2 separate regions of the Sus scrofa genome follow, and region 2 is linked to region 1. A link is a contact called in public promoter capture Hi-C data. All regions are on one chromosome and are shown on one strand. The core of a region is the stretch at or near the end of the contact, and the rest is flanking DNA. Distances in the headings are between cores, read along the strand shown. Region 1 holds the start of HPRT1 (hypoxanthine phosphoribosyltransferase 1). Region 2 holds the start of ZNF75D (zinc finger protein 75D).

Evidence for each region. Promoter capture Hi-C pulls out the DNA fragments that hold promoters and counts their contacts.
Region 2: a promoter capture Hi-C map of fetal liver shows a contact between it and region 1, with 4 times the contacts expected there. The contact joins the promoter of ZNF75D here to the promoter of HPRT1 in region 1. A contact is called at or near these places in 1 of 5 promoter capture datasets (fetal liver) and 1 of 2 datasets of contacts at active chromatin or transcription factors (alveolar macrophages).

The regions. Positions count from the first base shown.
Region 1 is chrX:110,318,571-110,323,489 of Sscrofa11.1, reverse strand. It overlaps HPRT1 (hypoxanthine phosphoribosyltransferase 1), which reads right to left and starts at 2,201. Exons shown (of 9, transcript NM_001032376.2): 1 at 2,079-2,201. The coding sequence starts at 2,105.
Region 2 is chrX:110,888,051-110,892,969 of Sscrofa11.1, reverse strand. It overlaps ZNF75D (zinc finger protein 75D), which reads right to left and starts at 2,660. Exons shown (of 4, transcript XM_005657921.3): 1 at 2,360-2,660; 2 at 1-67. It overlaps CT55 (cancer/testis antigen 55), which reads left to right and starts at 2,695. Exons shown (of 5, transcript XM_021080816.1): 1 at 2,695-2,967. The coding sequence starts at 2,850.

The DNA of each region.
Region 1 (4,919 bases), core at 952-3,451:
CTTGGGAAAGTTACTTTACCTCTCTGAGCCAAATAATTTTTTTATACACATCAAAACAATTAATATGTGTAAAAGGCTTAGTAGCCAGCACATAGTAAGCACTATTTAAGTGTTCATTATTGCTAACATGCAGACAATTTCTGGGGAGGAAATAAAAAAAAGGAACAGGAATTTGGAAACCAAAAACACAATGAATATCTTGATGTTCAAACAAAACTAACAGCCAGTTCTAGCAAAAGTAATTCACTGTATGCTGGGGGAGGCACTAGACTCCAAAGCTTAAACTGAGTAAAAATGCTTGAGAATCTACTATTAGCATAACATTTAAGTGCCTGGGCCCTTGAGAGACCTAGGTTTGAGTCTGAGCGCCTCTTTTTTTTTTTTTTTTTTTTTTTTTTTAGGGTCTCTCCCACGGCATATGGAGGTTCCCAGACTAGGGGTCGAATGGGAGCTACAGCCACCGGCCTACACCACAGCCATAGCAATGCAGGATCCCAGCCGTGTCTGCGACCTACACCACAGCTCACCAAAATGCCGGATCCCCAACCCACTGAGCGAGGCCAGGAATCGAACCTGCGTCCCCATGGATACCAGTCAGATTTGCTTGTGCTGAGCCGTGACGGGAACTCCATGAGCTCCTCTTAATGACTGTATGACCTGAGTACGTTACATTAAGAGGTTAAGTTACTTAACCTCACTGAGGCTTCAAGGATTCCTCGTCTGTAAAATGATAATCACACTCTTGTTGGAGGGTTGTTTTGAGGACTAAATAGGTAGAACACAATAACATATCAGGGAACACAAAGGTTGTTCATTCACAAAGACCAGATATCCTTTCAGCAACACCATGGGGTAGCTAGCACCTCAGTTACACATAAGGGCACAAGTCGAGAAAGAGAAAAGTAGTTACCCACGGCCACACAGCTAGTAAATAGCCCAAACCAGCAGGATTCCAGGCCAGACTCCATGAAGCGCAGTGCTCTTTACCTCAAGTCACAATGCCTAATATGAAAGAGAATCCTTCCTTTTTTAGGGTTCAAGTGCTTAATTATTTAATTTATTTATCCAACAGACCATGTTGAGAATTTCTTACATGCCAGGCACTGGATTACAGTGGTGATTACTGCCCTTATAAAGTTTATGTTTTTATGGGAGAGATAATCAACAGGTAATCAGGTAACTGCAAAATAATAATAATAATAATAATAATAATAATAATAATAATAATGCAGGCTAAGGCATTTAACTGACAGACGGTTGGCTATTTTAGCAAGAGGGATCAGAAAAGGAAGGTGGGGGGAGGGTGCAGCTTGGCTAGTTCGAGAAATGAGAAAAAGAACCAATGAGTTTGGAGGCAGGATACCAGACACGAACGTCCTTGAAGGTTAAGGACCAGATTCGCATTTTCCGTCCCCCGCGGCATCAAAGAGCAGAGGATACGGATTCAAGAAGATCTGATTCGGAGGCTCGGCTACCTCTGGGCCGTGAGGAAATTACCTAATATCGGTTCACAATTTTCTACGTGTGTAAAAAAGGTAGGCATGGTGACTGCTGCCAAGGCTGCCGTGAGGATGCAACGAGGCAATGCGCATTCCCACAAACATTCATTATAATGTTTGCAGAACTAGGTGAAAATACCAGTCCACGCATGCCTCCCATGTGGTCGTTTCCGTGCCCCGGGGCCCTCTCGGAGGTGCCCCGAGGACCTCACCCCCAGTCCCCCAAATCTAGACGAGAGCCTCTCCTAAGAAAGCCCCCACCCTCACGCCGCCAGATCATTCCCGAACTGGCCCACGGCCCCTCCCCACCGCACGCTCGCAAGCCGCACATGTCAACCAAATCGCCATTTCCACCCTCTCTCCCCACACGCCGCCCTGCTTCCCGGGGCTCTCCGGGGGCGGCCACCCTGACCTCGCCATTCCGTCCCCCCCGCCGCCCCGGGGTGACGTTCGGCCGAACCCAGGGGGCTGCGGCCGCCCCCCCCACCCCCCGGCCCCGGGCCGCCCCGGCCCGAGCCCGCACTGCGGCCCCGCGCCTCGGGGGCCGGCGCCGCGGGCCTGGCCGGCCAAGCTGCTCACCACGACGCTGGGGCTGCGGGTCGCCATAACGGAGCCGGCTGGCGCGCGGGCTGAGGGCGGTCTGGGGAGGAGGAAGCCGGCGGCGGGGCCGAGCGAGAGGCGGAGGTGCAGCGGGAGGCGGCGCCGCGCGGGAAAGCCGAGAGGTCCGCCCGAGCGTTCTCCGCCGCCGCAACAGCCGCTCAGAGCCCGGGCGCGGCAGGCTCCGCCCCTCCCGCCCCGCCCCGCCCGAGGCCCCGCCCCCGGGCCTCCGGCGGGCGCCTGCGAGTTTCCACTCCCCCGAGGTGGCCGTGGGAATTGCGTTCCCGAAGAAGCGGCGTCTCCTGCGCAGCCTCCATCCCTCTTTCCCTCAGTTTCCCATCCAGACGGCTCCCCAATTCCCAGGACTGCCGCCGCCTTCCTTTCTTCCCTGTGGCCCTAAACTGGGCGCCGGCTCTTCAGGTTCCTGTCACCACGTGGTTCCTCTCGCCCAGCGTCCCCTTCTCAAGACCTTGGACTGCATTGCGGCTTCCATTTTCCTGACTCGTGGCCCAGTTCTAACACAAATCTTTAGATGGATGTAAGAGTTGAGACCTAGAGCCCTAGAGTCAGCCAGATCAGGGTACAAATCCGAGGGGAACACTTAACTGCTCTTTACCTTTCAGCCTTTTTCGTCTCAGTAAAATGAGGGTATTAACAAGGATCTTGTGAAAATTAAAGAAGCGATATGGCGTGTGCATATGTGTATATGTGATTTAGCACTGCACACAGTCAGTAAATAGGAACTGTTGCTATTATTGTTCTTTATTCTTGCCTCCACAATTCCTAATTAAACTGGGGGGAAAAAAATCTTCCCCTACTCTCCAGTAGGTCAGGTAAGCAAGTAATAGTTGTTCCATCCCTAACTCATCTGTGTAGCTCCAGCACCCATCACAGTGCCCAGCACTTAGCTGGTGGCCTCCATTAAGGCCACTGAGGAATAGATGGGAGATTTCACTGAACTCCGAGCCTGTCTCTTTATCAAAAAACGGTGCTGCTAACAACTTTTTTTAATGTAACTTTTGGTGAACATGAGTGCATTTCCTTTGACGTGCATATCAACACATTTTTATTATTCTTTTAACAAACATCGCTTCACTAGGAAGTTAATTCAGAGAACTTTCGGTTATACACTTGGCCCCTGACACATGTGGACTCAGCCGCCCACAATGGTTTCTAAATTAGGTACCCAACACTTCAGAACCCTCCCAGCTTGCTTTTGGCTTGCAGTTTCTTTCTTCAACCCCTGTGGTGCCACGTGCTCCCGTATTTTAACAGAGATTTTGAAATAATGAAAGCCCAATGATTGTAGAGACTAGAAACTGTCATTATTTTAACCCTGGCATTCTTTGCGACAACTTGGAGCTTTTACTTGTGTTTAAAATTGAAATGTAGTCTTTAAAAAACAAAAAAATATATATAAAAAAAACAATTTTTGGCCACACCCTCAGAATGCAAGAGTTCCTGGGCTCGGATGGAACCCGAGCCACAGCAGTGACAACTCCAGATCCTTAACCTGCTGAGTCACCCAGGGAACTCCTGTATTCTTTTCAATTTTGTTTTAAAACTACAGATGAAATCAAGAACATAATGGTGATTACTAATTTTAATATAGAGAATAATTTTGTCAGATAGACAAGTACTTTTCTCATATAATTTTGTCTTTTTTTTTAAAGTTATCTACTCTGGGTGTCAGGTGTGCCACCGTTTTTTACAGAATACCAGCATGCAGGAAGAAATAAGGAAAACATGGATACAATCCAAGATTCCTCTGTCCTACTCCTGCCTTTCCAGAAACAATTTTGTAGTCCACTTTGTGTGGACATAATGAGGAATTATTTCTGTTAGCACTCAGCAATTATACTCATTATATTCATTATGCTCAGCAATTCTGAGTATATTTCTGCTCCACATGTTACTTCATTTAGTAAGAGCTTTGTTTTTGCCATGGTGCTATGGTCCACCAAAATTCATATTTCTATGAAAAAAAATCATCACCTAAAAAACACTCACCCTAACTACAGAACGTTTAAAGTGAATGTACAATAGCTTTCTCTATGTCAGATGCTTCTCCTTCACCAGAATAAATTTCCATTAGCTTTACTTTGATTCCACGAATTGGATGAGAAATTGAACCATTCCTGGAATTGACCAACGTGATAGGTAATTTTATGTCAACTTGGCTGGGGCATGGTGCCCAGATGTTTGGTCAAACATTATTGTGGATGTCCCTGCAAAGGTGTTTTCTGGATGAGATACACATTTAAATCAGTGGACTTTGAGTAAAGCAGATTACCTTCCCTAAGGTGGGTGGCCCTCATTTGAAGGCCTGAAGAGAACAAAGGCTGACCGCTCCAGCAAGCAACAAGGAATTCTGCCAGCCTTTGGACTGCCACTGCCACTGCAGCTCTGGGTCTCCCGCCTGCTGACTTTCGCCATCAGATTTTGGACTTGCCGAGTCTTCACGATTGCATGAGCCAATTCCTTAAAATGAATCTCTCATTCTCTTTCTCCCTCCCTCCTCTCTCTCTCTCCCTCTCTCTTTTACACACACACTTCCTGTTAGTTTTGTTTCTCTAGAGAATTCTGACTAATATGACTGATTTTGTTTGAATCATCTCACAATCTCAATATAAAACTGACATCATTTAAGTGTGAAGTTCTGCTAATAGAGTACTTAGTAAAAGCTATTGGGTCACTTTTCATCATGTACAAGAAAACTTGAAATCAAAAAATGAGTACATGAAATTTGAAGAGAAGTACTTGATCTGAACAAAAATCATTCACAAGCAATAGGCAGGTACCCTCTCTGCAGGTGCACCTCAT
Region 2 (4,919 bases), core at 1,411-3,910, 570 kb before region 1:
CTTTGACAACTGAGGCCTTGTCAGGCTTGGTACAAAAACCAATGAGTGGATCTTCTCCCCAAGGGCACTGAGGGAGGGGAGAAAAAAGGTAGACGTCAAGAAGAGAGCCACACGACACATATTTACTTGCTATTTACAATTTTCAGAGACGAATGAACAGAAAAGTCCCTTCCTAGCTCTCCTTTAAAAAAAATCAACTGTCAAGTGTTGGGACATTCAATGATGACTCAAGACAACTTCAGGACATGTTGCTCCTCTTTCCTTTGTTGCCCAACTTTGAAACAAAGCACAGCTCAGGGGAGACAGATGTCAACTGGTCACTTTTTCTCTCCTTTTTTGTTTTTTAAGGGCCATGCCTGTGGCATATGGAGGTTCCCAGGCTAAGGGTCGAATCAGAGTTGCAGCTGCCGGCCTACACCACAGCCACAGCAAGGCCAGATCCGAACTGAGCCTGTGATCTACACCACAGCTCAGTAACACTGGATCCTTAACCCACTGAGCGAGGCCAGGGATCGAACCCACATCCTCATAGATACTAGCTGGGTTCTTAACCCATTGAACCACAATGGGAACTCCCTTTTTTCTGTTTTATTTTTTTTTAAGGTTGATGGGTGAAAAACTGACACCCATTCACTAAAAGGAGCTCTGATATCAACCAATACTTGATCTGTGTGCTTCCTGTACCACCTTCACAGATGAAGCATATTTGACTTTCTCTACTTTTTTTTTTGGTCTTTTTTTAGGGCCGCACCCACAGCAGGTGGAGGCTCCCAGGCTAGGGGTCGAATGGGAGCTGTAGCTGCCAGCCTACGCCTATCCCACAGCAATGTGGAAACCAAGCTGCATCTGCGACCTACACCACAGCTCCCAGCAAGGCCAGATCCTTAACCCAATGAACGAGGCCAGGGATTGAACCTACGTCCTCATGGATGCTAGACAGATTCCTTTCCACTGGGCCACAATGGGAACTCCCTCTCTAAAATTGTTGTGGGGGGGTGTCTTTTTTTTTTTTTTAAGAGCCGCACTGGCGGCATATGGAGGTTCCCAGGCTAGGGGTCCAATTGGAACTACAGCTGCCAGCCTACACCAGAGCTACAGCAACTCAGGATCTGAGCCACATCTGGGACCTACACCACAGCTCCCAGCAACACCAGATCCTTAACCCACTCACTGAGCGAGGCCAGGGATCGAACCCACAACCTCATGGTTTCTAGTCAGATTTGTTTCCACTGCGCCACGATGGGAACTCCCCTCTCTGAATTTTAATAGATGATCCTAGTTTCCTGTCTTTAGGCAGGGGGAAAACAACGTCTATGCCCCTTCATCCTCCTATGGAGACTGGCGCCTTTGCTTCATGGAATGTTTGATAGCCTCTTTTCCACTGTATTAATACTGGAAGGGAAACTAAGCCAGCCAGATCAGAAAAGAAATAATTAGTGAAAAAGTAACCTTATTCCTCTCGGAAAATATTCCCCTACCCAACAATCAGATATCAACAGTTTGGGGGGTTACCATTTGGGAAGACTTATAAAGGGCACTATGCAGCTTTGTATCTGTGTATGAATACTTTTGCTTCCTTTACTGGAAAAACTTACAGTTGGCTTTGTTTACAAGAAATCCCAATGTCAAGGTGTAAAAAAGGAAAGGAGAAACAGTGACGATTAACGTTCTTCAGAGACAGGAAGGGTCTTAGTAAAGGTAACCTTTCTCCTGACTTTTTATTTTCTCAGGGTCACAGAGACCTTAAGCAAGGCTGAGGATGGCCTTGGATTTTCTCGGAGGTGAAACAGCAACAAAGTTCTTTCAAGGATGCCACGGGCGTTCAAAGAAACGGTTGGTGCCTTGCTGCCTCTCCAGGCTCGGGAGGTACAGGGACAATTCCTGGATTTCTTGGTCAGGAGAAACTATTATCTCTGGAGCTGAAATGCGCCTTTCTCCAGTGATATGATCATAAGCCCGCAGAAACGGGCAAGTTTCGCTGGGCTCATTAGTAGGCATTACTGCCCCATCCCCCACTTACACCTCCTGGCTCGACCGCGAGGGCGCCCACAAGCACGCAGCACGCGGGCAACCTCCTAGCGCGCTCCGGCGCCTCGTTGGGTTTCATCTACACGCAAGGCTACAGAGAGGCTGCGTCCGGAGGTTAGAGGCGGCTGTAGGGCTCTAAGTACGCGCCTCGCTGAGAACAGGTCCTGCCGGTTTGCAGACAGACCCCCAGCCCGGCAATGATGCCACCGCGAAAAGGAAAAGGCTGCGCCCCCGCCCCTCCAGCTCACCGCCACGCAGCCGGCACGTGCGGCCGGTAGCTCTCGGGGGCTCTCCTGACCGAATCCAGAGCGAAAACCAGCTTCTTGATTACCTCCTCACAGCTCCGGCTTCCGTGGACGCCACTTCCCTCTTTCTGGGCTCGGCTGTGAAGTCGCCACGCCTCCCGCCGCCGCGGGGAGGAAGGAAGGTCCGGGTTCCCGCGCCCCCGGGGCCGGTGCCGGGAAAGCACGAGGCCCGGCGAGCCGGGCGCCAAGACGCCGGAATCCGGGAGCGCGGAGGCCTTGGAAGCTCAGTCCCCGGCCCGCCCCCGCTAGCGTCCCAAGACCGAACCCCGCCTCGCCATTTTGGGGTCGCGGGCTGTGGACCGGGCCCCGACCGGAAAAGGAAGAACACGTTTCCGGTGGCTGCGTGACAGCCACGCCCCGCATTTCCCGCCCTCCACCTGCGGAGTCCGGAACCGGCCCGCGGGTCCGCCTTTCCCATCCCGGGTTCAGCCCCGAAAGCCAAAAAGAGTTCAGGCCGAGTCTCCGGCCCGCGGGAGGCCTGGAGGCGCCGCGAAGGCGGCTTGTCGCCTGGGAACGATGCTGACGCCCGGCGCCACGATCTCGGTCCCCCGGACGTGCCGAGGGTCGTGCGTCCAGGTTACTCCTGCGTCGCGTTCGAGCAGCCGGTGGCCCTTTCTCCTGGAAAGTCCACCTGGTAAGGGCCACCTCCCCGAGAGTCATTACTAGGCTTCTCCTGGGACTCCTTGAGTTAAGAGGCTTTGGTCCTGGTGGTCCAGCCCCTCGCTAGATCAATAACAACAGTACATTAAAAAATAAATTTTATTAGAGAATAGGTGACTTACAATGTGTTAGTTTCAGGGGTACAGCAAAGTGAACCGGCCATGCATGTACATAAAACGCTTTCCTGGTTCGCTGGCGCGTCCTTCCCAACTATTATGGTTTTATTGTTTTAGGTAGGTTTTAACCGCATGGTGCAGGTTCCATTTCTATTTCTCTTTGAAATATAAAGAAATTGAGATGTGCGACGCGATGTCTGCAGGGTCACATGGATTACCGGTGGCAGATTTTAGACCAATTTTGGTCTCCTGTTGTCATATCTCGCGCTTTTGCTATTACATGATGCTTCCCTTAAGGACAGGAACTTTGTTTCGTCTTAGTTGTCCTGTAATGCTTTGCATAGTCCTCTGGAGAGGCATCTAAGAACCCAAATGTCTCGGCTTGTCAGCGTCCCAAAATTATCAGTGTTTACCTAGTGTTGAGCCATTTGGACAAAAGTTATCCATGTGAATCAAAGAGGAGAAACGGCGCGCATCTCAGTTTTACGGTGGAGATGAAACCGATGTAGTTTGGGTGTATTTTGGAAGTCGGTGTAAGAGACCGCTCAGGCGAGGGGACCAGATATCTGCCGGCTCAGGAGGAAAGTAAACAAGGAGCACCTGCCTGCCTTTTTACATGCAAATGCAGGTGAAGATAAGGTCAATCCTTGTTTGCAAAGCAAAGCCGCCTAAAAGTTTGCGAGAGGACACAGTTCGTTATCTGTGATTGTAAACCTAGTCAAGATGTTTGCTCCACCCGAGAATCATTTTCAGGATGATTCTATCAAAGCTTTGTTCCTGGGGTTGTACACTTTCAACTGAGTGTTTTATGACAGTGAAGGGGAAGTCAGAGCACTGTTGCTTCTGGACAGTTCCCAAGCTTACCTTACAACTGAATCACTAACCAAGGAAGATGGTCAGATAAAGGCATTTTCTTTCTCTTTCTTGCTCTCTCTTTTGATATAATAAGGTTTTAAAATTTAATATTAATATGGAATTTAATATTAATATGTGCAAAATTATTCCTTGAAATTGTCTTCAATAGAAATTATCTATATATTATATAGTTCACCATTTAGAATGAATACAGAAATAAATATAAGAATCTCTTCAATTTTCCTTATAACCTACTATGGCTTATATGCTCAAAGAAAAGAGAAAACTCCCTCCATGATTCTGTTGATGCTACAAATGAATTTCAAAAGTTTCATTTCGTGCTGAAGGAGATGCAACAAGTAGTGACCAAAAAACGATTCCAAAGTAGATTCCATTTGGAAAGTGGTAGCTTTAGAAACCGAAACCTCAGAATATTAACTTTGCTTCTGGTTCTAGTAATTAGATTTTTAAAACAGCTTTATTGTGATATAACTCACAAATCATACAATTCACCCATTTGCAGTACGCCAAAAGTCAGCAGTTTTTAGTATATACATAGAGCTATGCCACCAACATGGTACTCCGTTATAGTCAACACCAAACCCTTTTTTTTTTGGCCATGCCCACAGCATGTGGAAGTTCCAGGAATCAAATCTGTGCCACAGCAGCGACCTGGTGTTCCTTAAGTCACTGCGCCATGTCGAACTCCCCAACAGCAAACGCTTTATTTGTAAATCTTCATTTCCTTTAATTCCCCCCCAACCCTCAGTAACTACTGATCTACTTTCTGTCTCTATACATTTGCTTATTCTGAACATTTCGTGTAAATGGAATCATGCAGGATGTGATTTTTTGTGCCTGGCTTCTTTCATTAAGCCTGATGTTTCCAAGCTTCATCTATGTCGTAGCATGTGTCAGAACTTTGTTTTATTTTACTGCTGAATAATCGTCCATT